Linked DNA regions of Mus musculus: region 2 is linked to region 1. A link is a contact called in public HiChIP or PLAC-seq data. All regions are on one chromosome and are shown on one strand. Each heading gives the region's core, a stretch centred on a gene start, on an enhancer-like site or on the middle of the called end of the contact. The rest is flanking DNA. Distances are from core to core; before and after follow the strand shown.

Region 1 (2,907 bases), core at 157-2,656:
ACACACACACACACACACACACAGAGAGAGAGAAAGAGAGAGAGAGAGAGAGAGAGAGAGAGAGAGAGAGAGAGAGAGAGAGAGAGATACACAGCACTCATACATATACACAGAGACACATACATTCACATACACAAATACACAGGCATACACACACAGAGTAATGATATTATGATAATATGTTTTTGAAGAACCCTTTTCTTTAATAAGGTCACATTCACAGGTGGGTGGCTAGGTTATAGGATAATCCTGTTAGGGCCTCCTTTAAGTCACTGGAGGTTAGAGCATTGTGGTCAGCACATATACCCAATATTAATTTTCCCAGGGATGTTTTTGCAAGCATATACCCAGATTTTAGTGGAGCACTAACTGCCCCAAGTGTTATACAAGCTTTGTATCCCCCCTACTCAACTGCATTATGAGGCTCATAAAGTCTAACAAAAGCAAGTTCCTTATTAGAAGAGATGGTAACTATAACAACCAATAGTAAATTCTAAGTGGTGGTTCTGTCTGTCCATCCTACCTTAGTTCCTTTAGTATTTTTAATGATTATATTGTTTTAAACATTAATTATCTATATACTGTTAGGTCATCTATCTCCACAATCTTAAAAATAGGCTTTAAATAATGAGGAAATTATAGGGTAGTAAAAAATATGTATACTATGTTTGCATACAGATGAAAATAACATTTTCTGTTGTGAAAACCTATTTATTATTATGTATATATCTTTGTATAGAGAAATATATCGTAGGTCCAAATTAATTAATTGGTAATTCTTGTGAAAGGGCTATTAGACTATTCCCTAAGGGGTCACAACCCACAGGTTGAGAACTACTGTTTTAAATTATTTTAAGATTTTTGTTTGTTTGTTTGTTTTTCAATTATAATTTGGTATTCAAACAGGAGTATGGGCATTTTTGAAAGCATCCCTTTGAAAGAGGGTACCTAATTCTTTATTCGATAAGAAGCTGTGTTTGCAGTTAGTACTATGTAAGCTTAAGATGTTGACCACAGTGAAGCATCTTGGGGTATCAAGCAGCCACTGACTCTCAGATGCTGTGATTTGAGAATCAAGCCTTTTAGCTCACTAAAATGTTGTTTTTGTTTTAACTCTTTCAAATTGGGGGGTTTACTCACAGTCTGTGTCATTGTTTCTCAGTCTTACTGGAGAGAAAGGAGACGTCAGGAAGGAGACGTTTGCCATCCTGTAATCACGGCCCTTACAGTCACCGGTGTTTAATCTTTTCCACTTTGGGATTGGAGCAGAAAAGGGAAAGTTTCCATCACTTCCTGATCCCAGCATAACTCTGTCCAGCTAAAAATAGCCAGACCTTTACCTCAACTCATTCCCTTTCCTTCTTTCTCCACACAGCCACATATCATTTGGTCATTCCCTGACTCATGTTAGTAAACACTAGAAAGCTGCTTTGCCTGTCTCTCACGCAAGTACCTTACTGTACGAGCCTTGGTCTGACTGTGGTGTTGAATAATCAGGAATGAATAACTGTGGATAGGGCTAGACATGAAATAGCAAGAGGAGTTTGGTGGAACGCGGCAATGGGGGAGGAAAGAGGAATGAGAAAAGTCTTCAAGAACCTCAAACAAGAAGTTTTACATCTGTCAATTTCTTCTTAGCAAAGCAGAATCATATTCAGCAAAAACATTTTATAAAAGCAACTGCTCTCATATGTATTGAATCCCCTTTGTCTTAGATTTTATTTCTTTGTACATTTTGGGAGAATCGATCAACTTAAAGTTCATGCCTTTTTTAAAAAAAATTTCAGATTCCTTGAATATTTAGGATTTTTATTGCTTATTTTATATAATTTTTGAGATTTTTAAAAAATTATTACCCCTTCCCTTCCCTTCCCTGCAAACTCTCCTATATGCCACTCTGTGATCTCTTTTGAGGCTGAGAGGAGAGACCAGGAGGGCTTGAACACTATAGAAAGAACTAACTACTGGCAACTTAGGAATGATGAGTAGAGAGTAGTCTCCCCCTGGGAAGGGCACACTAATTGCTTACGCAATTCCAAATGCTTAGCAGTAAATATGTGCAAAAATGTACCATTATACAGACTGATCAGTTCTCTTTAGGGATATACCCATATACATAGATAAACACATATGCATGTAAAGTTCAGTACTGAAAACTATATGATTTCTGAATTCAGATGTACCAGATTGAAATACTTGCTGTCCACTCAAGTTTTTCATGTCTCATCTCTAATCCTCACAGCTACACCGTGAAGATGAGAGTGGTGATCAGTTTCATTTTGCAGAGTCAGGAAGCAAATCGCTGAGAAATGGAAAACGGTGATGCATAGGAGAGATGTGCTCAGGAGCTGGTTATGTCAGGGACAGCAGCGACACTTTAGTCCCCATGCTATCCTGTGGCTCACAATTCCCACAGTGACTTTAGGCCCCCTCACCTGTTTGGTGCCTGGTAGCTGTCGTGTCTAGGCAGCGGGGCCTTGTATCATCTAATTAGCATGTTTCTGTCTCAGCTGGGCCTGTCTTCTGCCTTTCCTACTTTCCCAAAAGGTTGAACTATTTTCAGTTGTCTCTCTCATGGACATAAATACATCAAAGCTTCCAATGCAGGTTCTCTCTTAAGCATAGGACATAGTGAGAGGCTCAACAGTATTTGTTGTATAAGTGAGCAAATACACTGAGGACATAGTGTAGTCGTATGGCCCTGTCTTCTGGAAATGTGTAACTTTTTAATAGCATCTCTGATGGTTTTGAATATGAAAGGTTGTCCCTTACCCAACAGGGTCTAGATGCTGTGCTGCTGAGAGCCATTCAACTACACTCACTGACTGTTTTGCCCTCAGCCAGTGATGATTAGTATTGAGTAAATCAATATGACAATAATAGCTTAAAAACCACCATCTTTAAACA
Region 2 (2,907 bases), core at 297-2,796, 280 kb before region 1:
AAAAAGTCTAGTGAGCTTTAAAACACATGAGCCAGGTTCATACAAACCTACAGCTGTGAATCCAAACACCTGTGCTGTGTTGCCACAGCTCTATTTCTGGAGTGTAAACTCTGAATTGCAGTAGAATAGAATAAACACTATTGTGGTGGTTCATGTAATCCCAGCAATTGGGAGCCAAAGCAAGAGAACCACAAGTTCCAGGGCACCCTGGGCTAAAAAGCCATACCCTATCTCCAAAAGCCAATTAACCAACAAACAGAAGAGTGGAATAAGAAAAGGATGTAAATATACATATATACATACTCCATACATATTACACACATACAGAACAAACAGGCTATGTGTGTGTGTTTATGTATATGTGTATATATTTTAGTATCTGTATTTATGAGTATATATATCATGTGTGTGTAGGTAACAATAATTACTAAAAAAGAGGTCATGAATATGAAAGAAAGCAAAGAGAGGTAAATGGGAGGGTATAATAGGGTTTGGAAGGAGGAATGGCTAGGGGAAGATAATTAATTTTATCTCAAAAAATAAAAGGAGTACTTTGTAGAAAAAAAAAGAAAAGAATAAAAAGAAAAGGGTGTCAAAGACAGTGGGCACAGCACGTTTACCCCAGTGCTGGGATGGGTGTAAGAACCTGGCCTGTCAGCGTGACTCATCCATTTCTATAGTCTCAGTAATGGAGCCAACATGAGCATATGATCCCAGGAGGCTCACCAGAGCTTTCCTTTTGGATTTGTTATTAAAACCAGAGCAGTGCATTTTTTTTTTTTTGGTCCTGGAGATGCAAACATGTAATCAGGAAATGCCATCAACTATCCTTCTTTCCACAAGAGAAAGTCAGTTCACAACAGGGAATATTAATAATTTGTTCATAGCAGTCTTCCTTTTTAGTCATCACAGGAATGCTTTGTAATATAATCCACAGCCGGGGTGGAAAAAGGAAATGCATGCTCACTTTGCATAAGCCCATCTGTATATTACTATTAGCCCTAAGGTAGCTAAGGCAATAAAATCGTTCTGTCGACAATAAAGTTTGCCAAATAAAATTGGCCTTTAACCCAAAGCTTTTATTTGTTCACTGACAGGGAATGGACCACATCCCAGCCTGAAGATTTCCTCTATTCTTTTCTCTAAATCCCCCTGGTAAAGTCCACAAGCATCAAGACCTTTTCACAAACACAACACTACACTGAGAGCACGAAGTGCACAGCTGGGATTCTGGCACTCAGAAGATGGAGACAATCGGATCAAGAATCTCAGGGCAGCCTGAGACAAATGCAATGGAAAAAAAAAAAACCAACAACAAAACAAACGTAGAGAAAAAGGATAGAAGAGAAGCCAGCCTATAATTTGCAACAATCAAAATGGTGACTGGATCTAGCATGCATGAACTACTCTTTGTCACACTTCTATCCGAAGTCTATCCTCTGGAGAATTTCCATGAATTTTAGGAAGAATCTATTCATCCGTAAGTCCTGTGGTGCTCTGGGTGACTCAGTATGTAGCATCCACTTCGAGGTCATCGTAGCTAGTTTTGTCTTGCTCACTCACATTCTAACCATCTAGGTTCCTTGCTGATGCTCCAAGCATTTCAGAGGCAGGGAAGTAGGGTGGAGAGTGAGGGTCGCTAGGCTTACACAAAGTCTAAGAACAGGAGCAGAAGTGCTCAGGAATGTCTGAAGGTGACCCATGATTTATTACAACACTAGAACATCCATTGTGTGTGGACATTTAAGAGCTATTAGCAAAGTAAATGTTATACGCCGCCCCCCCCCAAAGCTTACACAATGTGACATAAAAGCCCCAATTGTTTGTACAGTGGGGCCAACTGAACTGTTAAATTCTCTACTCTAGCCTACTCTGCCCACCCACGATCTAGAAGTGAACTTTCTTTTTTCTTTCTTTTGCTTTGTATAAGTCTATGTGTATGTGTACGTTCATATGTGATGGTATACATCTGCACATTGGACATGGTTACAAATGCACATGTGTAGGGGGCAGAGATCAGACTCAGGTACCATTGCTTGGGAATTGTCTACCTTGTTTTTTGAGACATAGTCTGTCATCTGGACTAGAACTCACCAACTAGGATAAGCCAACACTTGTGAACTGCATGTGCCCTGTGATCTCTAGCACTGGGATTACAAGCATGTTCTACCATGATCTGCCTTTTCATGTGACATCTAAACACTGAATGCAGGTCCTCATTATTGTACCACAAGTACTTTAATGACTGAGATGTCATGCAGCCCAAAAGTGTACATTCTTTTAACAAATTGTTCCTGCTTTTGCTACCACTCGTGTGTCTCTGTTCAATTCCTGTTCTGGGACACAAAAACTGCTCCAGGCCTCCAACTCTATCCTGATGTCCTTTAATACGATTTCTATTTCAGGATGTTTGCTCTTTCCTTCTTTTTTCTTTCTTTCTCTCCTTCCTTTTCTCCCACCCTCCCCTCTCTTTTTCTCAATCTGTTCCTCTATTACTTCCTTCTTCCTTTCTCCTTCCTCCTTTTCCATCTTTCCTTCCTTCTTTCCCTCCCTCCCTCCCTCCCTCCCTCCCTCCCTCCCTCCCTCCCTCCCTCCCTCCCTTTCTTCCTTCCTCCCTTTCTCCCTCCCTCCCTTCCTTCCTTCTCCCTCCCTCCCTTCCTTCCTTCTCCCTCCCTTCTCTTTCCCCTTCCTTCCCTTCCTTCTCTCCCTCTCTCTTTCTGTCACTACTCTACTTTTGTTTAGACAGGATCTCATCCAGCTGAAGTTGATGAATGCTTAATGTAGTAAAGGCTCAATGTTCCTGTCTCCACCTCCCACCTAGTGGTATTAGAGGCATATACAGATATCTTTGGTTGATATGCAACTGTGGATCTAACTTAGGACCACATGAGTGTTAGGCAAGCCCTC

What was found. HiChIP or PLAC-seq counts read pairs in DNA pulled down with a chosen protein or histone mark.
Region 2: a contact with region 1 is called in a FOXA1 HiChIP or PLAC-seq map of pancreatic cancer cells. The contact joins two enhancer-like sites. A contact is called at or near these places in 1 of 15 datasets of contacts at CTCF or cohesin (the NIH/3T3 cell line), 2 of 484 Hi-C or Micro-C datasets (bone marrow-derived macrophages and nephron progenitors) and 3 of 115 datasets of contacts at active chromatin or transcription factors (a colorectal cancer cell line, embryonic fibroblasts and pancreatic cancer cells).

The regions. Positions count from the first base shown.
Region 1 is chr1:149,845,295-149,848,201 of GRCm38.p6, reverse strand. The region is part of intron 15 of Pla2g4a (phospholipase A2, group IVA (cytosolic, calcium-dependent)); the gene reads left to right. Among named protein-coding and RNA genes, the nearest start is that of Pla2g4a, 110 kb to the left of the region's middle. Within about 2 kb of position 1,406, at least 41 of the 459 cell types and tissues checked have an H3K27ac peak or open chromatin away from gene starts, as enhancers often do. A contact at or near this core is called in the NIH/3T3 cell line, a colorectal cancer cell line, embryonic fibroblasts and 1 more, where this site is marked.
Region 2 is chr1:150,128,865-150,131,771 of GRCm38.p6, reverse strand. No RefSeq gene overlaps it. Among named protein-coding and RNA genes, the nearest start is that of Ptgs2, 30 kb to the right of the region's middle. Within about 2 kb of position 1,546, at least 24 of the 459 cell types and tissues checked have an H3K27ac peak or open chromatin away from gene starts, as enhancers often do. A contact at or near this core is called in the NIH/3T3 cell line, a colorectal cancer cell line, embryonic fibroblasts and 1 more, where this site is marked.